Regions from separate parts of the Zea mays genome. Here all the other regions are linked to region 1. Evidence: chromatin contacts called from public Hi-C data. All regions are on one chromosome and are shown on one strand. Each heading gives the region's core, a stretch centred on a gene start, on an enhancer-like site or on the middle of the called end of the contact. The rest is flanking DNA. Distances are from core to core; before and after follow the strand shown.

The links. Hi-C and Micro-C count contacts between places; a contact is called where the count stands out from the background.
Region 2: a Hi-C map of ear shows a contact between it and region 1, with 2.6 times the contacts expected there. The contact joins the promoter of LOC103630429 here to the promoter of LOC100272551 in region 1. A contact is called at or near these places in 2 of 25 Hi-C or Micro-C datasets (ear and tassel).
Region 3: a contact with region 1 is called in a Hi-C map of tassel, with 4 times the contacts expected there. The contact joins the promoter of LOC732757 here to the promoter of LOC100272551 in region 1. A contact is called at or near these places in 2 of 25 Hi-C or Micro-C datasets (ear and tassel).
Region 4: a contact with region 1 is called in a Hi-C map of bundle sheath, with 3 times the contacts expected there. The contact joins the promoter of LOC100193383 here to the promoter of LOC100272551 in region 1. A contact is called at or near these places in 5 of 25 Hi-C or Micro-C datasets (bundle sheath, ear, leaf and 1 more).

What each region holds. Positions count from the first base shown.
Region 1 is chr6:162,208,447-162,212,160 of Zm-B73-REFERENCE-NAM-5.0, reverse strand. LOC100272551 (BLH14) reads right to left here and starts at 2,053. Exons shown (of 4, transcript NM_001399131.1): 1 at 926-2,053; 2 at 1-110. The coding sequence starts at 1,585.
Region 2 is chr6:161,961,755-161,965,468 of Zm-B73-REFERENCE-NAM-5.0, reverse strand. It overlaps LOC103630429, which reads left to right and starts at 2,105. Exons shown (of 5, transcript NM_001301514.1): 1 at 2,105-2,545; 2 at 2,661-3,023; 3 at 3,133-3,463; 4 at 3,589-3,696. The coding sequence starts at 2,342.
Region 3 is chr6:161,993,616-161,997,329 of Zm-B73-REFERENCE-NAM-5.0, reverse strand. LOC732757 (guanylyl cyclase-like protein) reads left to right here and starts at 2,056. Exons shown (of 9, transcript NM_001112383.1): 1 at 2,056-2,184; 2 at 2,325-2,452; 3 at 2,783-2,894; 4 at 2,975-3,049; 5 at 3,152-3,240. The coding sequence starts at 2,056.
Region 4 is chr6:162,051,007-162,054,720 of Zm-B73-REFERENCE-NAM-5.0, reverse strand. LOC100193383 reads left to right here and starts at 1,907. Exons shown (of 6, transcript NM_001138512.1): 1 at 1,907-2,159; 2 at 2,415-2,502; 3 at 2,657-2,817; 4 at 2,910-2,961; 5 at 3,041-3,094. The coding sequence starts at 2,064. The coding sequence ends at 3,057.

The DNA.
Region 1 (3,714 bases), core at 804-3,303:
CGAAGAGCCATGAAAGCGAAGGGGGCCGCGTTGCTCAGCCCTGCAACAGTCTCGAACGAGGAGATCACGGATTGCAGCTGCTGGTAGTACTGCTTGTATCGCCTGCAGACCTGCAAGGTTCGTGTACTCAAAGAGTCTAAATGTAGAACACACCCAAAATGTAGAACTTAACTAACAACTACTTAGTGCAGCCAATAAACTCAGGAAGTTGAGCATAGGACATAGCAAGAATTTATTTTCCTGCCGCTTGACAAGACTGCACCAAAGGCATGTATGTTCAAGGAATCAGGATGCAACCGTGAACAATATTGTACTTCGCATGGAGAAATTACAACCGTGAACAACAGAAATTATTTTAGCAAAAGATAGTGAGTAGATAAACAGAATCTTTCTGCTGCAGGTTACGCGGATGCATATGGCATCCTTTCGAAAGAAGACAAAAACTCCAGGAATCTTATCGGGTAGCAATTTTGAAGAAGAAAAATCTTCGGGACAAAACTAGAGAACCCTGATATATTTCGATGTCCCAATTTCATGCTTTGATCTGCTGGGCAATTCTGTTCAGCAAGAACTTCACAGCAAGTTGCCTAGTTTTCGCAAGGGAAAATGAAAGGGAATGGAAACCTCCCAACGTTTGCAATACAATGATTTGATGCATATAATAACCGAACCAACATATCCGAAAGAGGTCGAATCGCAATCCATATGTACTATCATCATATCGCAAGCACAAGAAATAATCTGTGCCAGAACAGTAAATAAAGATTCAACCGAGATGTAGGCTCCGTGACGTGACCATGAGCGGTGTTCGTTAGATTCTTCTCGCCGAAGAAGAAATAATTGCGACATGAAACAAGAGCAGAAAAGACGTGCTTTTCGCTGAAGGATCAAGAAGCTGGGAGGCGGATCGTAGTGATTAACTCACGTCATCCATGAGGGAGATGAGCCTTGTCTTCCTCCACTGCTGCTCGGCGCCCGAGACGGCGACCGCCTCAGCGGTAGCGCAGTCACCGCCGTCCATCTCGTGGTCCACGCCCCCCGCCGCGTCCATGTCGAGCATACCCTCGTCGTCGGAGCGCCGGTCCAGGTGCGGGGGCCGTCCGCCCACGTCGCAGATCTCCTCGAGTAGCTTCTGCGCGGGGCCCAGGAACCTGGACCGCCCGAGGACGGCCGCGTAGCCCGTGAACGGGCCGTACGGCCCAGCGGCTACCCCCGCGGCGAGCTGCCTCCGCGGCGCGGGCGGAGGGTTCGAGGACGCCGAAGAGAGCGAGAGCGCAAAGTTCTGGCTCGGGATTTGGGCCCCGGCGCCGGCAGGTAGCGCGTGCGCCACTAGCTGCGTGTGCGCCAGCGTTGGGCTATGCGGCGAGTAGGACGACGTCGACGAGGACGCGTAGGAGTAGAAGGGTGGAGGCGCCGGCCAGGCAGTGGGCGGGGGCGAGTCGGCCGGGTCGGGCGGGAACCGCAGCTTCTCGCGGCGGCTGTGCTGCGGCACGTGGTAGAGCTGCCCCGAGGCCTGCCCCAGCAACAGGTGCTGGTGCTCGGCGCCGCCCGCAGCCCCGTATCCACCGCCCGCCGCCGAGGACATGTCGCTCGCGCAAGAGCTCCGGGATATGGATCGTACTGCACGACCTGGAGAGAGAGACCACGAGCGAAGACTCGAAGAGAGGGCGGCTCCGCACTTTGCGAGCGCCTGGCCGGGGCTGGAACTGGGACTGGAGGGTAGCTGCAGCTAGAAGCGGGCAGTACAGGCTGCCCGTTGCTTTGTCCCGCGTCTCGGCCGCGCGCTTTTGTGCGCTCGGCTCTGGTGGTGGTGCTTTGCTGCTGGTGGAGGTGTTGGGCTCTCGGGCTCTACCTCTACCCCTACCTCCGGGCGCCTTTCTTTCTGCAAAGGTGCGTAGCAGATGAGGGAGGGAGACGAAAAAGAGCTGCTCGCTACGGCGAGAGGGCGAGGCAAGGACGCGAAATGGTGAGCAGTGAAAGCGAAAGACAGAAAGGGTGTTGGTGATTGTCTGCTCGTGCGACCCTGCGACTCGGAGGGGAGGGCGCGAGGCCGCGAAGCGAGCTAGGGCGAGGCCGCGGGCGCGCGTCAGAGCGTGTATAGACTATAGACGACGCTGGCCAGGAGAGGAGAGAGTGCAAAGGTCCCTTATTTACACTATACTTTATAAACAATATAATTTACCGTGCAAAATAGTATAAAAGATATTTTTAGTGACTATATAGATGAACTATTATACAATATACTATATAATCACTAAAAATATTATTTTACATCGTTTTATATTGTATGTTGTACCGTTTATATAATGTAGTTTGAATATGAATATGAGTATAAATAAGCTGTTGGAGATGGTCTTAGATAAACTTATTTAGTTTAAAGTCACAGATCGGAAGGAACCATTCCTAACTATTCATCAGAATTAGACGATTCCTAATTGCTCATCAGAATTATACGGGTGAGAGAGTACACTAGAGGATATGGTTATCCCGGGCTATTCCTATATGTGGGTACCCTTTTGAATTGTGTCAAGGACGAATACCCAAGTGATTATCTATGACCACATACTCAGAACCGAGCAGATGGGCTCATGGTCCCAGACACGTCTAACAGGGCCATTGGCCTCCAGACCCCCTCCCTGTTCCGCAAGTGTGGGGAATAATGTGTATGAGCTTACTTATGGTGGGGCTCATGTATAATGTAAGGCTAATCAATAAATAATGGGTAAGACCGAGCATTGCTTTTAATAAGTTGGTCAAAATTTTATTATCAGTTACTAAGTATAGGCATATATCATACCCATAAAATAAAGAGATCACAATTGATAATAAATCTTACAATGCGATGCATATGCCAGATTAAGTTTAATTCCATAAGTTAATCATGCGAGAGTCCTGAGTTGCTCTTGACCACGAGCACGACTGATATACTAGTTTTACACTCTGCAGAGGTTGTGTGTCTTTACCATAAGTTATGTTACCCATTGCCAAAGGGTCTCGAAACTCATTCATCTCTACCGAGGAGACGAGGCAGGGTAGCACTATAAGGCCTTTACAAAGTTCCACTAGACGAGAGAACCCGCCATGGATTCCGGGCCGAAGGCGATATAGGAATTCCTCGTTCGAAAAGCTAAAAAGACACTCCGACCTGACGACCTCCCTACACCTGCACTCCTCCACCCCGTTTGCCCCTTTTGGGAAAGGATTAACTCACACTATCTTTCCTAATTAGTAAACCAAGTGTGTCCCATTTCACCCTTGTGGTAGCATGGTTATCTCAAGTTAAGCTCTATATTTCGGTTAACGCCATAATCTTATCATGAACATTAAATAATAAAAATAACAATAATAAAGCATGACCATGAATCATATGTATCTTAACACCCAAACCAGCAGTAGCAGATACTACCCCAAAAGTTAAGTGGTAAGCAAGGTGTAAAATAACCAAACTAGGGTAACCTATTAGGTCCCATCAAAATAGCCTTAGCATATCATAATGATTAACAGAAACGTTATTGGGTAAAGAAGAGAGATCAAGGGCACAACTTGCCTTCTGCAAGCTCCTGCTCAGAGTCTCAATCTGTTGAGCTCCGGGTTCCTCGTTCACTTGCTCGTCTACTCATAACAATACAAACAAACATGGTATATGCACTAGTACAATTTGGCTCTATACAAGCGGTAGGATTTTTACATCACAGGCGGTTCGGTTAGAAAACC
Region 2 (3,714 bases), core at 856-3,355, 250 kb after region 1:
ATCCAGCGACATATAAAACGAAACGGAGGGAGTACTTAACACTTGGAACTATAAAATAAAAAGTGTTGGCCATGCGAGAGAAGAGAGAATTGAGAACGCCTTGACGATGTGTTGCCTAAGTAAGGTGTTTACCTTTGGACTTATATGTACATGTGATCAATAGAAGACGCATATGATTGTGTGTCATAGCGTTATCCAACGTGTTGTGTTTAGAGATTGTATCAAGTGGCACTAGTTGGTCGAGTTCGAAGCATACAATGCTTATTGCTCTTGGAGGTTGTGGCTAAGCCCGTGGAAAGTTATATGTCACTCTTAATAAGGTTCTGCGAAAAATACCATGTTTACATAATAAAAAATGCGAAGAACAACACTAGTAGAGCGAAGTTTGTAAAACAAGTAATCCGACCGATACAAGAGTTGTTATAGCTCATGTATGAACTCTTTACGTACATGAGTGTGAATTACGTCTCACAGTTTGGAAAAGCTGACTTGCTAAACCAATGTTTTATTAAGCTACTATTTAAATTATTATTCAGTTCACTTCCGAAAATTTACCGATCTTTTTGGCTTAGTAAATCTATGACAGACGCTCATACACTACTCTACGGTACATTTTGGTCAGAGATAATTGTGGTTCGTAGACCTCGGACTCGAGTAGGCTACCGCATATCATGCGCGACTGCAACAATGATGGCCCTACTACTGTACCACTACTCCAAAAGTCCAGAGGAACTGTTTTGTCATGTCAGCACGCCTGGCAGGCCCATGTAAATTGGCCTATAGTACAGCTCGGATTTATAGAGAAAAAACCCGAAATAGAAATTCGGGCGTGTACACAGCGCTCTGGAATTCAAATTTCTGCGCGCTGTGTGGCCTACTGAACGCAGGACAAAAAAAATAAAAATCAGATACCGTGACGCGCCGTCGCAGGCGCGGCGCGCTTGAGAGTTGAGACCGAAAATTTTTTAAAAAAACCGGGCCTACTTGTCCGGCTGCACGCCTCACCAAGCGGTGCGCGCTCCTCGGGCCGGTGAGCAGCGACACCGCTTCGTCGGCGCAGCAGTCGAGCCGTCGGGCTCAGCAGCCAGGCAGTCGCCAGTTAACCGGTGGGCCCCTGTTTAACCCGCCTCCGTTCGCTGTAGAGACTTGTGGCTGCAGTCGAAACGGGCAGGGGTGGGTTTTTCGACGTGAGCTGTACCGTACTACTACCCGGTAGCACCTCAATCACCTCCCGTCACACGCCCCTGTTCCACTCCGTACCCCTCCCTGTCTTTAAAGCGCTCACGCCTTTAACGCCGTGCAAAAATTAAACGTAAACGCCACCCAAAGCCACGAAAAACTCGCAAACGGACACGGCTGGACGCAAAACTCTCGTGACCGTGTGACACACCCAACGTTAGCTCTCGAGTCTCGACAACACGCGGTGACACTGCCTTCTCTGCGTCACCAACTGGCATCGTATTTTGTTCATACGGCCATCCGTAGTTTTCCCTCTGGCAAAAATAATGTCAAGGGATACAGAGCCAGCCACACAGTGTTGCACGACCAGAAACGGGAGTCGTTCCCCCCTCCTAAAAATTAGTTCAACCACCATTTGAAACCGCAACCAGAAGATACTGAAAATTCGCCAAACCATTTGACGAATGGCGGAGTGGGCAGCGTGGCATTGGCATGACGCAACATGTACTACTGCACAGGAAAAGAATCCTAAAACACACATAATGGACGCCAATCGTATATCCGTACTCTCCTCCAACTTCTGCACAGTACTCTCCCACCCGCCGTCCGGCCTTGCGTGTCGCGGTGGGGAAAAAAAAATACGCGCAATAAACTAGCGCAGTGAACACCGGGGGGACTGGACTGGAGAGAGGCATTTGGGAGGGCGATACGGGAGCTACGGCGCGTCTCGGTGGCCCCACGCCTTCGAGTTGCACCGGCGCAAAATGGCTCGAAAAGAAAATGATTTTCCGGATGGCTGCTGTTTTCTCTCTCCTCGGCGTCCTCTTTTTTTATAAGAGTAGAAGAGTCCCAGGCGTCGGCCTCGGCCGGTTTTTAATACCCCCTCGTCGCCCGTCGACATTCCGTTCGCCTTCCTCGCCCCCATCTCTTTCTCGCCGTGCCACTCCCACCTCTTTTCGCTGATAAGCACGCCGCTACTCCCCACTCCATCCATCCATCCATCCACCCGCCGCTTTTCTCTCTGCTTTGGAGAGGGAGCCGCACGCAGTGGTTGTTGTTGCTGCTGCTGCCGCTGGTCCGCCAGGGTTCCGGGCGCTGTGCTCATTCCACCGGTCGGCGGTGGGCTTTTCAGGCTTCTTCGACGGTGTCGAGAGTGGAGGAAATGTCGACCACGGAGTGCGCGGACCTCGGGGAGGAGTTCTGGCTGCCGGAGGACTTTTTGGACGACGACTTCTTCTCCGAGGAGGAGAAGGCGGCCGTGGCGGCCCGGAGCGAGAGCGACGAGGAGGACAGCCTGGCGGGGCTCTCGCGCCGCCTCGCGGGCCTCCTCGGCGACGGGGGAGAGCGTAAGGCTCCCGCGGCCAAGGTTGTTTTTCATCTGCCTGCCTGCGTGATGCGCGGTTGCTTCTTTCTGGTTGTATGTAGTTAGTGGCGCGTGCGTGCGTGCCGGAGTTTCTGATGGTGCGTTTCTTGTGCGGCAGGCGGAGGTGACGGTTGGGTCGCCGCAGTCGACGCTGTGCGGGCTGCCCAAGTCGGGGCAGGAGAGCCCCAGCGGCGGGGCGTCCAAGGGCACCTCGCCGCCGTCATCGCCCCTGGACCAGAGGCCCGCCGACCCGTGGGATCTGCTCTACGAGGCGGCCGGACAGGTTGCGCGCATGCGCGCCGCCAACAGCGTGCCGGTGCCGGCCGCCAACGGTTTCCACGGCCGGAGCGGGTTCGCGCCGCCGCCACGCAAGCCCTCGCCACCGCCAATCGCACCTCCCTCCACCAAAGTCCCTGCCGGTGGGCACTACTACGACCCGTTCGCGCGCTTGGTCTCGCAGCGCCAGATGCAGGCTGCTCAGGTGCGTGCGTGTCCTCTCGCTAAGATTCTCCGGTTGTTTCGTTCCCTTCGTTCTGTTCCTGTTGCCCTGACGCTTCCTTCTCTGTCCGCTTCCCCCCGTTGCTTTGCAGTTCCATCTCCTGAAGCAACAGCAACTGCTCAAGCTACAGAGGGAGCGCCACCAGCTTGCCGCTGCCGCGGCGTGGAGCGCGCGCCAGGGCGCATGCGCCAAGCCCGTCGGCTGCGTTCGCGGCGACGCGCTGCTTGGTCTGAACCCGGCGGCGTGCCTCCCGCCTCAGAAGCCGCAGCACCACCACCACCCCCACCATGCGCCGGCGGCTCCGGCCTCTGGCATGCGTGCCGTGTTCCTCACCCCGTCCGGCCCCAAGCGCGAGCGTAACGGCACTGGCGTGTTTCTTCCCAGGCCGGCTGGCGCCCCGGCAGAGCCGAAGAAAAAGACAGGTGCGTCGGTGGTGGAGTATCATCTTCCCTGTCCGCTTCGTGCTCACTTCCACTGGATACCTCGCTGCTGTTCTTTGCTTGAACATGCAACTCATCACTACGTGCTCTCCCTCCGCTTCGTGCAGGGTGTTCGACGGTTCTTGTCCCTGCTCGCGTCGTCCAGGCTCTCAATCTCAACCTCGACGACCTCGGCGCGCAGCCTCGTTACCCAGGCGGCTTTGTTCTTGATCACGGTAACCAACTCTTCGCTC
Region 3 (3,714 bases), core at 807-3,306, 210 kb after region 1:
TCTCCCTTTGACCACGTCAATAAACAACGATGTTTGGTTGAGCATGTTGACATCATTATTTGCCCTCGCTACCCTAAAAAAACATGCCAAAACCATAAGCCGTATGAGAGGTATGTTGGTCAAGAATTCAATATACCCCTGGTAAACTGTCCTTTCTATCCAACGAGATAGTTCCTCCACTTTCGATACATACAATTTATGCTCCCTATTATACTAGAAAATCTCTTCCCCCTTAGCTAAAAGCAGCTTAAGATCGCCAAATGTGGGACAACGACTATAGTCCTTACAGAAACTCGAAATGGCATTCCTAAAAAAAATGTTCGAGATACTCTAAGGTCGACCTTTTCTCTATTTTGATCTAGCATCAATATAGTTAGTAACGGTATCGTACGCGAACCTGCAAAGGGCAACAATGCATTTTTTGCTAAGGGAGAAACTAATATGATTGAGCATATCGACTATGATTAAAATAGAAGAAATGCTCACCCAACCTCTTTAAAAATTGAAGGAAGAGACTCTTTCGCATGGTAATAGTAGACAACGAGTCGTCAAAGTAGTACAGAGGATTTGAACTCCTCTCGCTGGACACTTGGCTTCTACCACTACAACCCATGGTGGTCTGTATTGTATAAAAAAGAGATATTACATATACTAATAATTTGAAAATAAAAAAATATTGTGTTTAGGGTTTAGGTATGAAAAATGATATTTTATGTTTAGAGTGCGATATAGAGGATTGATATAGATTGAACCACAGTAGAGGATAGAGATATAGAGGAAGAGAGATTGCTGACGTAGTATGTGACTGGAATATAGAGGAAGAAATATAGAATGAACCGTTGTCCACAGTTTTAGCTTTGTGCCTTTGTCGCGTCTTAGGAGCAGAAGAAATCGAACATGCCAAATTGCAATTACTAGATATTTCCACGGGGCCGTGCGGCTAGCGCTTGACCGTAAGCTGGCCACATAATTTTGGTTTTTGGAGGTCCAAGGCTCAAAAAAAAGAGGGCAGGACTATGCGACGGAGAGGAAGCGATAGAGATATACGCTCGGGGCCGTCGTCCCCCGTTTTCACTTGCACAGTTGCACTGTTTCACCCTCACGCAGTTCAGTTGGAGCGTTCGTTGTCAAGTAGTATCACCAACCCGGCCGGCGTCGCCTGCTCGCATTGATGATCGCGATCGACAAATAGTAACCCACAGCCCGGCACGGCCGGCCCACCACCACCGTCCAGGTCCACCCAGCAAACTCGTCGGCGGCCTTCGATTGGGTCAATGCAGTGCCCGCCCCGTCGCGGCGCGCCCGCCTTGGATTGGATCCAGTCGTCCAGTTCAGCAACCAGCGCACCCATGAAGCTTGGCGAGCCGAGCCACGTACGCGCACACGCGGTCCGGTCCGGCACCAGACCAGGGCGCGTACGGTACGGCCCTACTGCCCTACACTACACGTCGCCAAGCGGTGGTGCCGAAAGCGAACTCCCCGCGGACATCCATATCCTCCCCCAATCCCTATCCATCTCCCCGCTGCGCTCCTCGATTCGACCCCCGCTTCCCTCCAACTCGCCTCCGCGCTCGGCAGTCGGCACCCACCCCTCTTCCTCCTCTCTGCCGGCAACAGGACGCAGGCGCATAAAAAATAGCACCGCCACCACCACGCTCCACACGCTGCAGTTTCTGGAAGGCCACCCCCTCTGTCCGCTTTAAGGCGCCGTCCGCACCGGTCGCCTCCCTCCCCCACTAGCGCTGCCGCGGCCCTCGCCCATATACAGCGCGGCCGCGCCCAATCGTTCGTTCCGTTCCGCTCCGCCACAGCGGCTCCGCACCAAATACAGGCGTGTCCACCGCGCTCGCCCCCTGCTGGTCTGCGCTGCTCTCGTCTTGCTCGCCCTCTTATTCCCTCTCCTCCCCGCTCCGAACTCCCAAAGCCTCCACCCGAGGAGGAGGCCTGCCAGGTTCGTTGCCGGCCGTGTTTGTTCGCCCGGCCGGCCGGCCCGACCGAGGGGAAGCTGCAGCCTGCTCGCTCGCTCGAGCTATTGCGTAGGCCGTTGACGATGTCATGTGGCCCCTGTGCGTCATCTCCGAGAAGCTCTTCAGGATGGCGGGCGACGACGGCGCGCAGGGGGCGGCGGGCTCGCCGTACCCCGACGGGCGGATTTCACTAGCACGCCGATCGTACTACATCGATGTGAGCCTTCACTCTGTCGCTCAGTTATTATTATCTCACTGTGCGTCTCTGACTTTCTGCGTACCATGCGCTTTCCTCATTATCTGCATCTGTTTGCTTGACAAAATTTGGCTCCTGTCATGGACTTCTCGTGCTGGCAGGTTCCGCATGTGCAGCAGGCCTTCACCTGGGACTGCGGCCTCGCTTGCGTGCTCATGGTGCTCAGGACGCTAGGGATTGATTGCTGCGACGGCATTGCCGATCTAGAGAGGCTCTGCCGCACCACAAGGTTCTCTCTAGGACTGGAACTTCACAATTTTAAGTACAATTAGCTGTACAGCAGAACTAAAGAAATGATCGTCACCTTGATTTTGTGGCCCTAACCCCTAAGCATGGCACATCCAGAAAGTAGAAGGAACAAAAAAAAAGGAAAGTAGTAGTACAGAGCTAAATGACTGTTGTTCAATGATCATAAGAGAATATTTGGTCAGAGTAGTCATAAGTTCAGAAAAATGCAATAGTTGCTTCATCCAAAACAAATGCAGGTATACTTAAAGAACGCAGGCTCCATTTTTTGTTTGTTTGGAAAACTAACGCCCTTTAACACTTCTGTTTGCAGCATTTGGACGGTTGACTTAGCATATCTGTTAAACAAGTTTTCAGTCAGCTTTTCTTTCTGTACCGTGACCCTTGGAGCAAATCCACAATATTCTGCTGAATCCTTTTATAGGGTACTTGTTCTGACAAACTTCTACTGCACGAGGCTTCTGAAGTTCACATCAATAATGTTTTAAAAATGGTCATTACATAGGAGCAATTGCAAGAAGACATCGATCGAGTGGATGAGCTATTTGGGAAGGCGCTCGATGCTGGAATTAGCATTCAAGTATGCTCACAACAGATAGCAGCATGAAAATCCTGCATTACATGTACTTCACATATTGGTTTTCCAAGCTAACTTTTCTCCCCAATTTATGGCTTCTCACAGTGCAGGTCCATCACCGCATACGACATTGCTTTTCTACTGTTATCTGGGCACTGCATTGCTATTGCTTTAGTGGACAAATCGAAGCTAAAGTGAGTGCTTTCATGTTGCTGTTACTAGAGTGATATGTATCTGCTTTTGATTCACTCTTTCTCCATGAACTAAAAATTTCATAGAAACAAAGTTGAAGTTGGTTTTAAAAATGGTGATGGTTAGCCTATCGTTATTTCAACTTTCAAGTGTGTTGTGTACTTGTGTGACAGAAGAGGTGATAGTTGAAAAGCTCAACTATATACTGGTTGCTCTGCTCCCAGCTTTTCAAGAGTGTCATCTCTGTTGAAGCAGCAGTGGATACGAGAACAGTCTGCAGTTCTTGAAATTCACTTCGGGTGAACTTTTTTTTTGTTTCATAAGACAAACATCTGTCCATGCATCCATGTGTGCATGTACTACAAATAAACAGCCTATTATTTAGGTTACTTAGGTGCAAAATCATTTGGTTTTCAACTGAAAACAAGTGGTCCTATATTGTTATGGTTATGAAATTTGAGGTGCCGACAGAACAT
Region 4 (3,714 bases), core at 658-3,157, 160 kb after region 1:
ATTATATAAATATTGTTTTTTAATATAACATAAAAATATATGTGTTTTATTGATTAGATAATTTTCGAATCTTTACTTGTGCATAATTTATTTTATTTTTGTATAAAGCGGGAAGGTAAACAGAACTTGATCTGATGAATGGCCTACCATCCATCACGTGGATGTTATTTTTCTACTGATGCCTCTATTCTAAATTATAATTTATTTTAACTTTATAAATAATTTTAGTTTTTAAAAGTTTACAAGTTCACTGGAAAGACACCATCGTTTGTAACATCAATTGTTTCAATAAATTATGTTATGTATTAAATACATTTTGAAATTGCATTTAATTAAAGTATAGATGTTAACATAATTTTAAGAAAAAACTTAATCAAAATCACAAAAATTTAACTTACTACAGAATCAATTTGGAACAAATGCAGTAGTTCGGGTTTAGATTATCTTTTCCATAAGGTTTTCACCTTTGAGTTGTAATTTGGCGGGGATGACATTTGTCAAAAGTAGACTGAACATCAGGTAGAGTTGTATCAAGGCCAGGTTATAGATTGTTTGGCACAGTCCACAATTAATTCGTATATAGTGTCGGGTTGGGTCAGGTTGGTCTGTGCCTTCCTGTGGAACGCGTCGTCGAGTCGTTTTTTTTTTGCTTTGGGTCGTGTTTTCGGTTAGGTCGTGTTTTGGATAAAAAATCATGGATTGTATCTATGCCATGGATTGTTGCGGGCCAAAACGTATGGTCTATTCCCGCCCATCATATTGTTTGGGTTAGGTTTTTTTGGCGAGCTAGACCAGGGCGATCGAGTCGAGGGGCCCATACTTAAGTACAGTAAAAAAATTATCTATAGTTATGATATTCGAACTTGTGTTACCAATAATTTATTTCTATGTTTTTTTATTAATTCCTATAACAACATGAGTGAGTCTAAAAAATGAAACTAGTTTGGGAAACAAATGACACATAGGTACTATAACGACATGCCAGCTAAAGGGGCAGCTAAAAGCAAGATAGCTAGTGTATCCAACAGGGAAGACATAGAGAGCAACCATTTTAGATAAGATGACAAAAAAGGTTAAATAAAAGCTAGCAAGGGGTATCTATTTTCATACATGTCTCTATGATAGAGAAGTACCACCATCCACCAACCCAATACCAGTACTATTTGACATAAATATAGATCGTAAAATGGCTTCTCTCCTGAATACACTAACAAGATAACCAACTAAACTATTGATGGCAGCCACGATGTTTGGTTCCACTCAAATAAAGTTTAGTCCTATTACATCGATGATAGTTGAGTCTTACATATAGTCTAATTATAAAAATAATTACATAAATAAAGACTAAAAGACGAAATAAATATATTAATCCTAACTAAGACTATATGTAATACTTATACTTGATATCCAAATATTTGATTTAACACAATCTAAACTTTTGTCTGTTGAACTAAATACTTCCTAAATGTCGCTAAAATGACTTCTTTCTAATGGAGGCCAAGGCTTGAATTCAGAGTCGTCCTTGAAATTTCGCGAGTATTATCAACCGCTTAAGAGTATGTACAATTCTAAAACGGTGGTTCGGTTTTTCAACTACAAAAGACAGCTAAGAGACTATATGATATAATTCTGATCCACTAAATCATAAATACAATTAAAAACATTATGTATAAAGAGTCATATAAAGAGAGTCCATCTTTTTTTTCACTTATAAACTCTTAAAACCCCCTCAAAAGCGTGTACATCCCCTAGCTATGCACTATTGCACTCTGCCAAGTCTGCAGGAGGATGAAAGCGAAACACAATTTTCTCCATCCAGCCCCCTTAAGATCTAGGAAATAGCGATACCGGGCTCCGTCGAGGCCTTTAAATGCCGGCACAGATGTTGGCCGGAGCAGGACGCCACGAGGCGAACAACCAACTGCTTCCTTCCGCGCCGCCGCCGCCTACAACGACCACTTCACGTGACTTACCTCTTCTCCGCCTCAAGTGTTCACGGCTCCATCCTCTCTAGAGTCTAAGCCCATCTCGCGAAGCCGCTAACGCCGAAAACGACCCTACATATGGAGGCGAAGAAGTCGGGTCCCGCCGCTGCCGGAGCCGCGGCGCCGCCGCCGGCTAACGGGTACTTCAGCACCGTCTTCTCCGCGTCGCCTGCGGTACGGGGCCGTCTCTTCACACCATCGTTCTGATGGATTCTTGGGGTCTTAGGGATCTTTTTCGTGGTTAGTGAATTGGTGCGATTTGCTGATGAGTCCGTTACTATGTTACGATTTGCGGAGTGAGCTCAACGTTTTTTTTCTCAATTTAAGTCTGATGATGAGGGATAATTTTGATAACAGAGGGAGCTATATGATTCTGTAAAATCTATTTGGATATGACGCTGACACTGTGGCTTCTGTTTTGCATTCAAGGGGAGCGCAAATGACGCAAAGCAGGCCGACCTGTACACGATGCTGAACAAGCAGAGCTCCAGAGGGCAGAATGGCAGTGGCATTACAGGTAGTTCTGGGTACTCCTGTCTATTTGATATATTTCTCTTCGATTTAGGTTGTGTTCACAAGCAAAGCGATACTTAGAACCTTTTTTTACCATCTTAGCTTAGCATTAATCTGGAGCATTTGATGTAAGTATGAAAGTTTAAATTCATGGTCAGATGGCAAATCACACGGCCGCCCTACTTACAAGGATGGAAAACATGCTTATCCAAATGACTCGTCAGAATCCCCTTACTTCGGTTCGTCCGTGCATTACGGTGGTCGGGAATTCTACAGCAGCACGTTACAGAAGCAGCCAGCCAATGAACCCCAGACAAAAGTACGTAGAACCTTTTTTATATATAAGTAATACATACCAATATACCATTTGGAGCACTGAAGTCTAATGTTTCTTTTGAATTTTAAATCCAGTACAAGGAGGACAAGTCGGATGGCTCTGCTACTAGAGGTGATTGGTGGCAAGGTATCATTGCATTAAGTTGTGTATTATCCTGAGTATACATGGGATGCATATGTACTCACTTGCTAGACTGCACTTTCAGGTTCACTTTATTACTGAACAATCTGCTGGGAACTCTCCTTTTTTTGTGAACAAGGTATACCATATATAGGACACATCATAGTTTCCAATTTGTGCTTTCCATTAGTAGTGCATTCCATTTTGAGTTATGTCCTTGTCAATGTCAACAACATCATACAGTTGTGTTTAGTTTGTTAACACCAGCATTTCAACCCATACTTACATCTTAACCAGCCTAGACTATATACTTCGACTTCAGAAGTTGTTCGGGGTTTTTTTGATAACAAATGATAGTTTGATAGTCTTCATACAAGTAACCCAATTGTGAGACATGCAGGATATGATGTAGAAGCTAAGTCCTAGAATTTTTTTCTGTCCCCAGGGATACTGCCCTTGATCATCTATCCAGCTTAGGTGTCCTATTCCAATCTTAGGAAGCTCAAAACATATCTTTCTTTTATGTTCTGTCACTATCCCGGCTCCATTCTGAAAAAAAAAATCGCAGTAGCCTGTAGAAGACTTACTTGCTAGTTGAATCCCAGACGGACTGCATGGTAGTGGAGGTTGACAACGACGGCTGTAACATAAAACTATCAACTTTTTTTATGAAGTGCAAGCTTTAACTTAATTAGTAGTAGAAAGTTTATCTTAGCAGCTTAGAGCAGGTTATATCACACCATCAGTTTTTACCTCCAC